Regions from separate parts of the Mus musculus genome. Here region 2 is linked to region 1. The links are chromatin contacts, called in public Hi-C maps. All regions are on one chromosome and are shown on one strand. Each heading gives the region's core, a stretch centred on a gene start, on an enhancer-like site or on the middle of the called end of the contact. The rest is flanking DNA. Distances are from core to core; before and after follow the strand shown. Region 1 overlaps Sdccag8 (serologically defined colon cancer antigen 8). Region 2 has its middle 19 kb from the start of 2310043L19Rik.

What was found. A called contact is a pair of places that touch in the nucleus more often than the background predicts.
Region 2: a Hi-C map of myocytes shows a contact between it and region 1, with 2.1 times the contacts expected there. The contact joins two enhancer-like sites. A contact is called at or near these places in 1 of 484 Hi-C or Micro-C datasets (myocytes) and 3 of 115 datasets of contacts at active chromatin or transcription factors (embryonic stem cells, pancreatic cancer cells and stem cell-derived neural progenitor cells).

The regions. Positions count from the first base shown.
Region 1 is chr1:177,012,108-177,018,601 of GRCm38.p6, reverse strand. The region is part of intron 17 of Sdccag8 (serologically defined colon cancer antigen 8); the gene reads right to left. Among named protein-coding and RNA genes, the nearest start is that of Gm15423, 74 kb to the right of the region's middle. Within about 2 kb of position 4,166, at least 111 of the 459 cell types and tissues checked have an H3K27ac peak or open chromatin away from gene starts, as enhancers often do. A contact at or near this core is called in myocytes and pancreatic cancer cells, where this site is marked.
Region 2 is chr1:177,620,814-177,627,307 of GRCm38.p6, reverse strand. No RefSeq gene overlaps it. Among named protein-coding and RNA genes, the nearest start is that of 2310043L19Rik, 19 kb to the left of the region's middle. Within about 2 kb of position 3,702, at least 133 of the 459 cell types and tissues checked have an H3K27ac peak or open chromatin away from gene starts, as enhancers often do. A contact at or near this core is called in myocytes and pancreatic cancer cells, where this site is marked.

The DNA.
Region 1 (6,494 bases), core at 2,917-5,416:
GCCCTGGGCTCCCTACTGCTGCATGCCCTGCCCTTTTGACTGGGGACAGCCTCTTGGGATGATAGGATGCGAGGCAAGACAAGCACATGTGAAGTCACATGCACATAAGAGCAAGAGTTGTTCCTCTCCAGTCAGTATAGGCTTCGCTTTGGGTAGGCACATTGTTTCTTATTGCCACTGCATATCCTCTTCAAGTCTCGCACTCCGAGTGTGTCTGCCACACTGCCTGCCAGAGTGACATTCTTTAGTGCCTCCTGATCTTTCCACACAGTACCAGAGACACAAAAATGTGAGTTACTATCATAGTCTGACTTGTCTGCAGTCATGTGTCCAAGGTGTTACTAATGTGCATTTCTGTCCTCAACTCTACAGCCACTGTGGTCTCGGTCTCGGAGAGAAGGCGTATGTCTAGGCAATGTTCTCAGCTTGAGCTTCTGACAACTGTCTCTCCATTCAGCCCTCCCCTGTTACCATGGCCACTGGTGTGGCCTTCTGGCCCTGACTGCCCTGGGAACAGAAGAGAGATGCCCTTGCATTCTGGGGTACAGCCTGGTGTAGCTGGCCTTCGTACTTTCCACTTTTCCCTTCTACCACAGCCTTTTCCTCCAAACCTTGGGTTTTGTGCTCAATTTATTTCTGAAGTTTATTTTAAACTTGGCTTTTTATGAAGTGAGATGTATGGGGTGACCCAAAGTGTTTCCCAGTTGACCATGCTTTAGGGTCCCCAGCCCTTCTTCCTGCTGGATTAGATTCTTGCTTTGTAGTCCAGGCTGCCATTTCCTTTGTTTCTTTTCCTTTCCACTGAGGTTGGACTCCTCACTGTGTGGCTCAGGCTGGTCTCACCTCAGCCTCCTAATGACTGCCCTTTAGTGTCTGTCCTACAACTGCTCAAGTCAGCATTCTTTCTGGCTCTCTGTGTGTACCTTACCTCATGTGGTGAGGGCCCCAAACACTCTGTTCCTATACCCCTGGCAGTAGGCATCTACTTTTAAGAGTAAGGGCTTTCTCGGTGGTCCTTCCAAGCTTGTTCTGAGGTGACAGAGGTACATTCAGGCCCTCAGATCCTTTCCATGGCTTGCCTTCCCTTCTGGTTCTATGCACCCAGCTGCTCCACTTTCCCATACATGTCTCCTTCGTTGGGCTACATCATTCCATCTGCCTGAGAGAATATGACATGATTTCTCTCCAGTGGCCCCATGATCCTGTTATGATATTGACAGTGACTACAAAATTCAGTGGCACTTGGCCTGGGCTCCAAATGGGAACTAACCTATACTTAAGATGCAGAGCATGTGACCTCCAGGTACAGATCCTACCATGATTTTCAAGGCCTGCTGTGGTATATCCATGAAGAACTGAGCAGCTGGCATAACAACATTCTAAAGGGCAAGATAGGAGGCAATCCAGAATGACCAACCCAGATGGGGAGAATAGAGTATCCTGTCTGTGTGCTCCAGACCGTAGTGGGTTATGAAGGACATCTAGCTTAGCAAGTGGTAATAGCTACTAAGCTCAGCAGTGCCCACCAGACCCTAGAGCAGTCTCCCCAACATAGGCCAGAGTTTCTGGTAGGAATACCAAGATTCTGGCCACTTTCAGCTATGAAGCAAGGCAGAAATCACAAGTCACCATAAACAAGTGACTCCTTGCTGACCACCTGTCTGAGATTTTGAAGACAGCTGTGGTCCCTTCCATGGATGGCCTGGCTCTGCTGCCTCTTCAGAAGCCAGAGCCAGGGGAAAGTGGACAGGGCAGAGAGGCTGTCCTCAGACAAAGCAGGACTTCAAGGGATGGGAGGCAGCTCTGGATGGGCCAGAGACACGGATGCTCTTGCAGGAGCACCTGCAAAGTGTCTTCTACGCATGCATCTCATCACCAGAGCCCCTCCAGCGGCATGTGTCATTATTTTGGCTCCCAACCACTTTCTCTGCAAAGGGGCAGGTATTTGTTTTATGTGAATCATATTTCCATGGGAAATAAATTTTAAGAATTCCCAAAGGACAGACAGTGTCACTACCAGCAGAGTGGAGCCTCTGGCTGCCTTGTGTTTGAAAGTGTTACAAATGAAGACAACATTGACATTTGGGGTTGTAATGTGACGGAATTGCAGTCTTTTAAAGGCAAGAACCACTTATCTCCACTGCATGTAATATTCAGTGTTTTGTTCACTTGTCTAATTGGATTAAAATATTTAGCTCCCTTTAAAAACTTGATTGTGAATTTATATTGCAAAATATAATGTCTAACTCAGAAAGCAGAAAGAGGAGCAATGCATCTGAAGCAATGTAAAATTCAACATTTTTTACCCACCATGCCTACTCTGGAAGTACACAGCCTTGGACAAAGGGAGCTCTTAGAACAGGCCTCTTAGGTGAAGTCTAGTGTGCTCCTCAGTATTAGTGGCAAACAAGGCGCCTAGATGAACTGCTAAGCTGTGTGCTGTTTCAGCTGCTTGGGGAGGTCCCCATGACTTCCCCGTGATTATGTTAGAAATGCAGCCCAGGGTCTTATGTCATTCTCTAAAAACACCCAGCAGCAGGGAGTTAATGACATCGTAGCTGCATATGTTCAAGTTGATTTAAAAAAATATGCAAGTCACTTTGGTTGACAGTGTCTTGTACACAGTTTTGAAAGAATCAGGGCAAACTTTAACAGAGTCAGTTTTTATTTGAAAAATATTTTCTGGGAATGTATCAGTGTTTATTTTTGAGACTGACAATTCGGGTGAAAATCAGGATAAAAACAAAAAAACAACAATTTGGTTGAAATCAAATTGTTTGTTTTCATCTATTTAGAATTCTTTCCAAAAAATCCTGGTTCAGGAGGAGGCTTTGTAAATTATTTTATTTAGTCTATTTTCTGTTCCATTCATAAGACACCATCTGTCTTGCAGGTAGTTAACTGTGTGTGGGCCCTGAAGTCAGCTAGGCAAAGCCCCTGGGCTCTAGAAAGGACAAGATAAGAGTGACCATCTCTAGATCCCCACTTTGTCTCTCCACTCCCCACCAGCCAGTGGGTCTGGGCTACCCTCACTTGAGCTGCCCATCTCCAGACTCAATCCTGTGTGTGCTTCTACTCACAAGCAGGCCTCTCCACCCCTCCCTAGGATTTGCCTCTCATGCTTATTTTCAACTCTATTCAATGAGTCCTTGGATGTAATGAGATAATGTCGATGATCTTGAATATAATCACATATGGCTGCTCGATCCTTGCACAACTTTAAATCAAATTAGAAAGTACATTCTCTGCCAAGAATGCTTAAAAGTCATAGGGCCAACTGATTAACCACTGACACGGCAGCTTCCGACTCTGTTTTCTAAACTGTGAGTGATTCATAAGAAGGGACTCAAAGGGAATCCCTCCCCAGACTGAATGCTGAGGACTGAACAGGCAGGCTGCTCAGGGTGACAGCTATTGCAGGATGCCAGGCAGCTGAAACCAGAGTCATTACCCAGTAAGTAACTCAAGCCCATCTTGATGGAAGAAACAGCCCTCCCACTGGACAGAGCGTTTCTGTTCTCTTCCCTCTCCTAGACCCATCCTCCCCAGGAACAGAATCCACAATTTCCTCGCCAGCTGGCCCCACCCTTCCTGGCCAGATGTTACTCTTTGGGTTTAGGCTTCTGACCCCAACTCTGCTCCAAGCTTTGCCCAGTCAAGCCTTGCCCCTGGGCCCCATGGTCCTTACCCACAAGCCACCTCCACACTACCACTATGGCATCTCTGGCAAGTCAGGCAAGGAGAGAGAACAGGGATCTAGTCCAGCTCTCATATCAGAGTCAGGCTGAGAGGGCTACCGCCAGGGTAAGACCAAGACAGCACGGTCATGTCCACATCCTTCCAGTGTAAGTGAAGAAGTTAGGAAAGCCACCATTTTTAGTCAATCCTGAGGAAGGAGCATACTATAAACCAGCTGGAGGATTACCCTGCACCCTGCATAGTCACTTTCCTACCACATGGCAGCTGTGTAAGCTCTCCAGCCCAAAGTGGCATTGGTACATAGTCACTTACAACCAGGACAGGTTCCCTTCATGGGCAAGAGACTGTGTGTGACTCAAATCTAAACAGAAGCCATTTAGAATAATCAAGGCTTAGAAACAAGGCATTTCCTGTTGGAGGCCACCATTCTTTCTCTGAGCAGGCCAGGGCTTAGGAAATAGAGCCAATCTGAAGGACGTGACTAAGCTCCCAAGCAGCTGTCTGGGTCAGAAAATACCCACTCTCTTTTGCGTTCTGAGCAGACAGAGATTTTCAGAGTTTGACATGCAAAATTAAGCTATTATGCTTAATTCATCCAGGCAGAGAAAATGGAGGCCTTCAGCCACACCACTGCCACACTGGACACAAAGGCATCTATAAGCCTCAGATGCCCAGAAGTCCAGGTGGAGACAGGTCAGAGCACAGCCTTTCCCTCCATAGCGCTGAGGAGCCTCTTCCCCAACCAGATACATACAGTCAGTCAAACTTTGACTTGCTTACTTCAAGGATTCCACATTTAAAAATCAGTTTACAATTCAGGTTTATTTTGGGCAAAAAAATGATTCACATTAGTCCCAGGCCACCAAGTGCCAGCACATGGAGACCAGTGTAACACTTGTGCCAGAGTGGACTGGGTTAGAGACTGTGCAAAGAGCTTGCAAAACCTCCAACTGCTCCCAGCATTTGCAACAGGGAGCCATTACCTCTGCCAAATTTCTTTCGCCGTGGTCATCTTAAAATAACACGCAGGGTAGAATTTCAATATAAAAAAGCCCCATCAGAGATGCTCCAGACAGCAAGGGGTAGACAAGTCATTTGTGTTGCCACTGGCAAAGGAAGACCTTTTTCCTGCAATATTCTTTTAAGTGCAGTGAATTTGGAAATTCTCAAGCTTTTAAAACTCAGGAAAAGGCTTCTAAAAATACGTGTTCCATGTTAAGATCTGTGTGTGCCATAAAAAAAGGGTGGTGATTAGTCCAAAGGCAAAGCTCACCATGCCATAGATCCCAGTCCATCATATGTCACAATAGCCTAGTTACCAAAGGTGGCTCTGGTGACTTTGGACTTTGATGAACCAAATCTCCCTTGGACCTGCCCACAGACCTGGGTTATGACCAAAATCCAGTTCCTCCTCTAGGAGATGGACTCTGCACTGAGCCCTGAGCACAGTAGAGATGGTGGTGTCACTGCTGGCTCCATGGGAACTTCTCAGGAAGGGGAGAGAGTGACCTCAAGTATGGGGCACTTCAGGCTACCAAGTTCCTAAGATCCCACTGAGCAAACCACTACCCTAACATGCCCAGTTCTCTTAATTCTCATGCAGCAGATGAGGACAGAAGCTCAGGAGAGCCATGGATGCCTTGGCCAAGGTTTTCAAACGGAGTTGTTTCTGGCTACAATTCCAAACTAAGAGGTTCTTTCTGTCTTTACAAATTACCCCAATAGCGTATAAATGGAGGTGCCTGGGTTCTGCTTCCAGACATGCCTGGAGTGTCGGGAGCCACCACAACTGGGTGTTTTACACACATTCCAGATAGTGGTCAGTGTATTGTCAGACCCTGCTGACCTGTGCCCTCTAGCCCTCCAGTGCATACTTCTACCATTGTGTGAGCCCTCTGCCCAGTGTCCAGTTTGGATCTTTCACAACTGTGAACTTGAAGCAATTTACAGGACTGAATAGGCAGAGTTCAAGGCAGGTCAAGATTGTCAGCTCAAGGTCCTTTCGAATGGAGAATAAGAAATGGTCTTTTTTCCTTTCACTTCCAGAGGCTTCCCCACTAACCACTGCAAGCACCCGTATACATCCTTATCTTCACAGATTGCTTAATGGGGCAAAACCCCCAGAGCCTCTCTGATGTGAGGAGAAGTTGCTGAGAAGAACAGTAGTTTGTGCCACCCGTCCAACTTACCTGGGCTCTTTTCCGCCATTATCTAACCTGAATGGGGACAGCTTGGGCTCTGGAGTCAGACTTAGGTTCCATTTGCTGTGCCCCTATTTGCTAGCTGAATATGCTTGTTTGAGCCTCAGTTTCCCTATCTGCAAAATGGAGACAATAATATCAGCCTTGCTGGCTTGCTTAACTGGACAGAGTGAGCACATATTTTAGATAGATACTTATTTGGGCTAAGTCATCTGATTACTCTCATGAGACCTTCCCATCTTCGAGCACCCCTTTCTTCTACTGTTAAAGTCCTTCAGTCCTCAGTAGTAGTTCACAGCTGCCTCCTCCACATGTTGGGCCTGAGCACTGCTCTTCCTCTTTCCCGCTAGTCTTCCCCACCAGTGTTCCTGCATGGTGTGGCTGCCTCTGGTATGCCTGGGTTGATCCATGTGCCTGAGTCTGATGCTTGGCATAACTCTCCCAGCTTATGACCTGACCTATGTGATTCTTAGGGATTTGGGCCTGTGACACTGCAGCCTAGAAAGGGGGAAGGAGAGAATCTGTGTTGCCATGCAGCCCTGGGCCCCCTTGAGCTATAGTGGGCTTTTCGTGCTCCCACACGGCCCACGGCTG
Region 2 (6,494 bases), core at 2,453-4,952, 610 kb before region 1:
GAGAGATGACATTCAATTTTGAGTCCATGGAGGTACTGTCTCTCACCTCCTCCTCTGGTTTCTCTTTAATGTCATAAAGAATCTCAGCAAGGCATATTAGCTGATGTGGGGCAGGTGGAAAGGGCATTTATAACACATTTTCCAGCTGCCCGGTTCCCAGTGCCCCCTGATTCCTGCAACCCCAGCCTAAAGATCACAAAGGTGTGCACTGTATAGTCCTGTAGATTGCCGATGTCTGCCTGACCGGCACCTCTCACTGTGACCATTTTGAGTTTCTTGCTCTAAACTGTTGGCAGGTGGAGTCAATAGCCACTTGGTCTCCTGGGGTTGGTCCTTTGGTTTATGGTAGCCACACTGGAGCCTCCTAGCCTTCGCTGCCAAGGGTGTCCCCTTCAAGGACAGGGTCATCACTATCTATAGTTAGGGGGGTGGTGGTGAAAAGAGAGTCCTGAAGCTGCAGATAGAGTGACAAGAGAAGCTGGAAGAGGTGGGTTCCTGATAGGAAAGCACAGCAAGAAAAGCATGGTTAAATGCTATTGATGAGAAAGAGAGAGAGAGAGAGAGGGAGAGAGAGAGACAGACAGACAGACAGACAGACAGACAGACAGACAAAAAATCAAAGAGAGACAGAGGGGCAGAGAAACATACAGAGAGAGATGGGGAGAGAGAAAGAGAGAGAGAAACAGAGAAATACACACACACACACAGCGGGGGTGGGGGAGAGAGGAGACAGAGAGGCAGAGAAGCATACATACAGAGAAAGAGAGAGACAGAGAAACACACACGGGGGTGGGGGTGCGGAGAGAAGAGAGAGGAGCAGAGAGACAGAGGGCTTCACTATGGACATCTATTGGCTGGATGCAGAGGAGGGTAACTGTGAAGGGCTGATTTCCCAGTATCTGGGCATCTCAGTGCTCTGGTCCAGAGATGGTCTCTGCTACTTCCCAAACTTCTCTCCCACCTGCACCTGCTCATGCATTCCTGAAAGTACTGCCTGGTATATTTTTCTGCATTATGTAAGAATGTGTATTATTGGATATTCCTGCAACCAACATCCAGCCCACACTGAAACTCCAGGTCTTTTGGAATCACTCAAATTTAAATTCAAAGCAAAACAAGATTTATTCTGAAAACTTTTTGAGAATTTCAGAACTCGCCCAATTCTATAAAAACTGTGTCCTTCTGTCTGCTGCTGTCGCAGCAAGGAGGCCAGAATTCCTTTACAGGGGAATAGAGGGGCCCCAGGCTCTGCTATAGGCGCCCACGCCCGTGTGTGTGTGTGTGTGTGTGTGTGTGTGTGTGTGTGTGTGTATCATGATTCTGAGTGCTGGGATTACAGGTGGGTACCACCATGCCTGGTAGGTTCCTTGCATTTTGCTATTGCCTTTGCTTTCGTGACAAAAAATTTGAGCCAATTTCCCAGAGTTCCTGTGGCGTGTAAATCTGTGGAGGGAACACACACATGCAGTGCAGTGCTGGTCTCCAGGTCCCATTGTGTAATTGCTCTGACTCCTCAGAGGAGTCCTGAGAGAGTCTCAGAGTTTCTAGGATTGCCTTCATTTAACAATGAGAAAGTTGAAAGTCTCTGGAGCAAAGGGTCTGAAACCCCTTTTTGATCTCCAGGGAAAGTTAGGATATAGGTAGGGACAACCAGTAAAGGGTTTGAGGTGGTGGTGGTGGTGGAGGTGGGGGTGATGGTGGTAGTGGTATGGTGGTGGTGGAGGTGGGGGTGATGGTGATAGTGGTATGGTGGTGGTGGAGGTGGGGGTGATGGTGGTAGTGGTATGGTGGTGGTGGTAGTGATGGTGGTGGCAGTGGTGATGGTGGTGGCAGTGGTGATGGTGGTGGCAGTGGTGATGGTGGTGGCAGTGGTGATGGTGGTGGCAGTGGTGATGGTGGTGGTGATTCTTTCTAACTTCTGGTTCCTTTCCTCTGGCCTTGCTGCTTCTGGGCCTGCTGTGTGGATGGGATGCAGAGAGAGGTGGAAATCATGGTTAGAAGCCATGGATGGCAGCTGCTCAGAGCTGGGGATGAGCTGCTAGCTGCATGGTTGGAAGTCTCCACTGTGCCTTTTCATTCAACTCCTCAGGCTGCTGCTGCCTCCCTCCAGAGAGCCTGTAATGTAACTCCCTGGCCAGTTCAAGGAAGGCCTGCAAAAGCAAGCTCCTGTCCTGGTGGTGGCTCCTGGGCTCAGGATCAGCAGGAGTCTGTAGCAGGCAGGGCACCTCCTCCTCATCTCCACACCCCTCTTCCCTCTCACTGGGAGGACACAGGCCTGACTTATTGATTTTTGACCCTGGAAGCACTTAACTAATTTCTGATAGATTCTCCCCTGAAAGAAACTTTGGCAGCTGTGGTAGCCTCTAGTTTCCTGTTTTTAGAAATAGCAAAGGCAACATGAAAGGAAGGCACTTCTGAGATAAGGACTCACCTGACAAATCTCAGCCTCCCCTCTGCAGCCTGCTGCAGGGGTTCTGCAGGGGGCAACCTGCCCCCTGCCCCACAGGCTCAGGTGAGAGCACTGAATCCCTGAAGCCTAGAGTCTCCTCTGTACTGTCCCCTCTGCCTGCCTGCCTGCTCAGGCCTTCTGCACACACACACACACACACACACACACACACACACACACACAGACACACACAGAGAGAGAGAGAGAGAGAGAGAGAGGGAGAGAGAGAGAGCAAGAGAGAAACAAAGAGAAAGGTGGCTACATATATGCATAGACCAATCTATTATATTATATGATTTATATATATATATACACACACACACATACACACATATATACTTTTATGCACACAAATTATTTTCATGTATAATTTACACATACATATTTAGGTATATGTACACTCAGAGAAAGAGAGAGCAAGAGAGAAACAAAGAGAGAGGTGGCCACATATATACATAGACCAAACTATATATTATATGTTTATATATATATGTATATATATACATATATATATATACACACGTATATGTGTACACACACACACATATATATGTGCATGTGTGTGTATATATATACATATATGTGTATACACACATATGTGTATGTATATATATATATACATATATATGTATATATATATGTACATTTTAATCTTTTTTCCAGTGATTGGTGTGGACTTTTGCTATGGACTGTGCTTAGCTCTTCCCTTATGCAAACTCATGAAGTAGGAATTATATTCTATAGATGAAGAATCTGAAGCTAGGAGACACCAGCTAGCCGTCCATGGTGACATGGCTAGTATATAGCAGAGCAGGAACTGAACTCAGTAGTACCTCTCCTTACAGACTGTTCCTTATTCTGCTATTGGCTAGTCTTTCCCAGCAACTGTGCCGTTGGTATGAAACCCTCAGTCCGCCAGACCACCAGCGTACCCTGGCTCCGGTCCCTTTCGAGATAAGCCAATGTGGCTACACTCTTGTTCTTTTCCCAGACTTGGCCCATTTCTCTCCCCTTCATAATTTCTAATGTTATCAAAACAAACAGCCATGGTTCCTGGTTGCATGGGGCTTAATTTGCCTTATTATATAGATGGCACATATTCCTTAAGAATCCATCAAGTTTAATGTAGTGCAGGCCGAGACCGTGTCTGAGGAAGGGCCAGGGTTCATCCACAGTTCACATGGTAGAAGTGAATGAGTCACTCCTTAGTGGCACAGCCAGGGCTGGATCACCCTGCGGCTTCCTTCCTTAAATGGACAGAGATTCCAACTGCTGCGTGAATAACAAAGACCTTAATGTCCCACTGGCCAGTGGAGAACAGGCCAGCAAGCAAAGGGCCCAGAGCAGCTGTTTTTTTCCAGTGTGCTGAAGGCTGCAATCTTAACCCTGCTCAGCTGTCATGGTGAGACCTCGTGGGGTCCAGCTGAGAGGGCAGAGATGGCCCAGGGCCATGGGTTCCACCCCTGGAAAAAGCACTATTAGACTCTGTCCCATGGGCAGGAGTCCTTCAGTGTGTTCCACAGCCAGCTCCCTGCCCGGAGAAACATTGCTCTCTGAAGGAAGAGTTGACAGGTTCATTCCAGGGCGTGGCAGTGTTTCAGAATTCAAAGGAAGACAAACCTTGTCTTTAACCTGATGCCATTAAGGTCTTCTCCACTCTCCACCTTCCTGTTCCCGGCTTTTCATTCTTGGCCCTCTAGTCTGCCTTTCTGAACCTGTCTAAATATTAGATAGATAGAATTGTTAAAGGGTCGTTACGCAGCGCCCCCCTCCTTTGTTAATTAGAGATGCAAAAGGTCACTCTTCTAGGAACTTTTACTTTCCTGCACAAAGTGCAAATCTATTAGAAAAAAAAAAAAGAGTACTGTAAGATTCCACATGAATTGCGATCACTAGGGAAAGTGTACTGTTTTCCTCGTGAACAGAGTAATGATTCAACAACACAGCTAAAAGAACCTTGAACGTGAGCTTGGGACCAGAATAGCGTAGAGGTTAAGAACACGAGGTATGGAAATCAGGCTATGGGGCTCTGCTTCCTGCTTCCTGCTTCCTGCTTCCTTAGGGCACTCGGGGTAAGCCCCTGATTCGAGATCTCATCCTCAGGTTTCTCAGCGGAGAATCAGGAACAGACTTCTCTGGGCTAGTGTTAAAACTAACGAGGTCACATGGAATGGCCCACAGCTAGCAAGAGCTTACAAAATGAAAACTCCACTTCTCTCCTTGTTTTTTTCTTCCCCCTCCCCTTAAGGAATCCATATTTTTACACTTCGGGGACAAACATCACTCAGTAGACTTTGGCGGGTCGTTGAAGTCACAAGCAGGCTACCCAAAAGAATTCGCTCCGACCCAAGGCCTTTCTATGTTACGGGCCGACTGTGTGATGGCTGCTGGCGCCTCTGGTTCCCAGCCAGGCTGCGGAGGCGTGAGGGCCCCTTTCATGCTTATGAGTGACTGGGGCTGGTGAGCTCCTTTGTTGAGCTTCTTTGTCCATATGCAAGGGAATGGGGTCAGTGTCCCTTCCCTACAAACACTGTGCCCGCATGGCCACCCTGTAGAGAGCCTGCTTTGTTGCTGCTGCTGGTGTTTTATCTAAACTTTCTTTAAACTGACCTCCTTTCTCCGCATCGTATGTGACAATAATTGGCCCCCTATCAAATGTTTCTGAAGGGAGCCCCAATGGCCTTGGTCAAATGCCAAATAAACAGTGCCCCCCCTCCAGGGACCCTCTTTCGACAGAGCCTGGGGGCACTGAACACTATGGTATCAGCAAGATGGAAGGAATCTTGGGGTTCCTCCCTGCTGAAGAGAGGCAGCACAGTGCCCGGCCATATCTGAGCTTTGTCTCCCCTGTGAGGCATCCCTGTCCTCTGGCTTGGCAACTGGTCCAGAATCCACAAACATGTTGACTTATGCTAAGTCCCCTTGGCTCTCCCATCCCCTGCTTTTGCCCGATGCCCAGGCTATGCCATGGAATTAAATGTGGCCCCACGAAGCTCTTGTGGCTTGAACCTAGTGAGCATGCCCTGCCTGGCCCCAGGCTGCTTGGGTTTTAGGACTAAAACTGCCCAGTGTACTCAGTTATTTCTTGACACTAATTTTGTCGTGTTAAACGGCCTTGAAAGTGAGGGCAGGGTGCACTGTAACCTCATCCTGTGAATGAATTGGACACAAACAGGACTGGAAGAAGACATCAACCACCAGGGCAGGTTGATAGTCATGGTGGCACTGTAGTTTATTTTATTGTATAATTTTATTGCTTAGGTAGTGTTTGTGTTTTATTTTCATAGAAAAGTGATAACAATGTGTTTTGCAGATTACCAAAAACAATTGATCACAGAGTATATGGTTCTTTCTTCATCAATGAGCTAAGTGCTGTCTCTCGATGCCTCCTCACCCCACCCCACCCCCCACACCGCCTTTTTCAGGTACAAATCATTATTTGCTTTGTATGAGCTGGTGAGCGCTATTTACAAGTCTATTTTAAACTAACAAGCTTACTTTGGAAGGTTAGGGTAGATTTAGAGGGAATTACAGGATTTGAGTTGGGCAATGTCTTGGATGCAGCGCCTGCTTTGATGGACAAGAGAAGAAATGACTCAGTGGGTCTCTGGCTGAGAGGAAGCAGAAGGGCACTACTTTAGATTTTCAATGCGTTCAAGTAATTGCTCTTTTCCTAGTCAGTTAGAAAGTCAGTATCCCACCCCCGGGGAAGGCTAAGCCTGACCCTTCCTCTCCTACTTCTTCTCCAAGACTGTAAGGCTTGGTAGAATAGTGCCGTAATTAGGAGCATATGGGCTTACATTTCACCTGTGTCTAAGGACAGCAAGGCTTCCTATCTATCTGACCCAAGGTAGCTGGGTGCCAGTAGACAGTGGAGGGAACCGCCACAGGACCTGCACTGACTCCAGCAGGAGGCAGAGGGCGCTGTACATGGCTCTCCATTACTTTGTTTCCACGTCCCATGTCAGGAGGGTCCCCATTCTTTTTCCTCCATTGCTTCCTACTCTGTGCATGAGTGATGGACTTACTGATCCAGTGTTTCAAC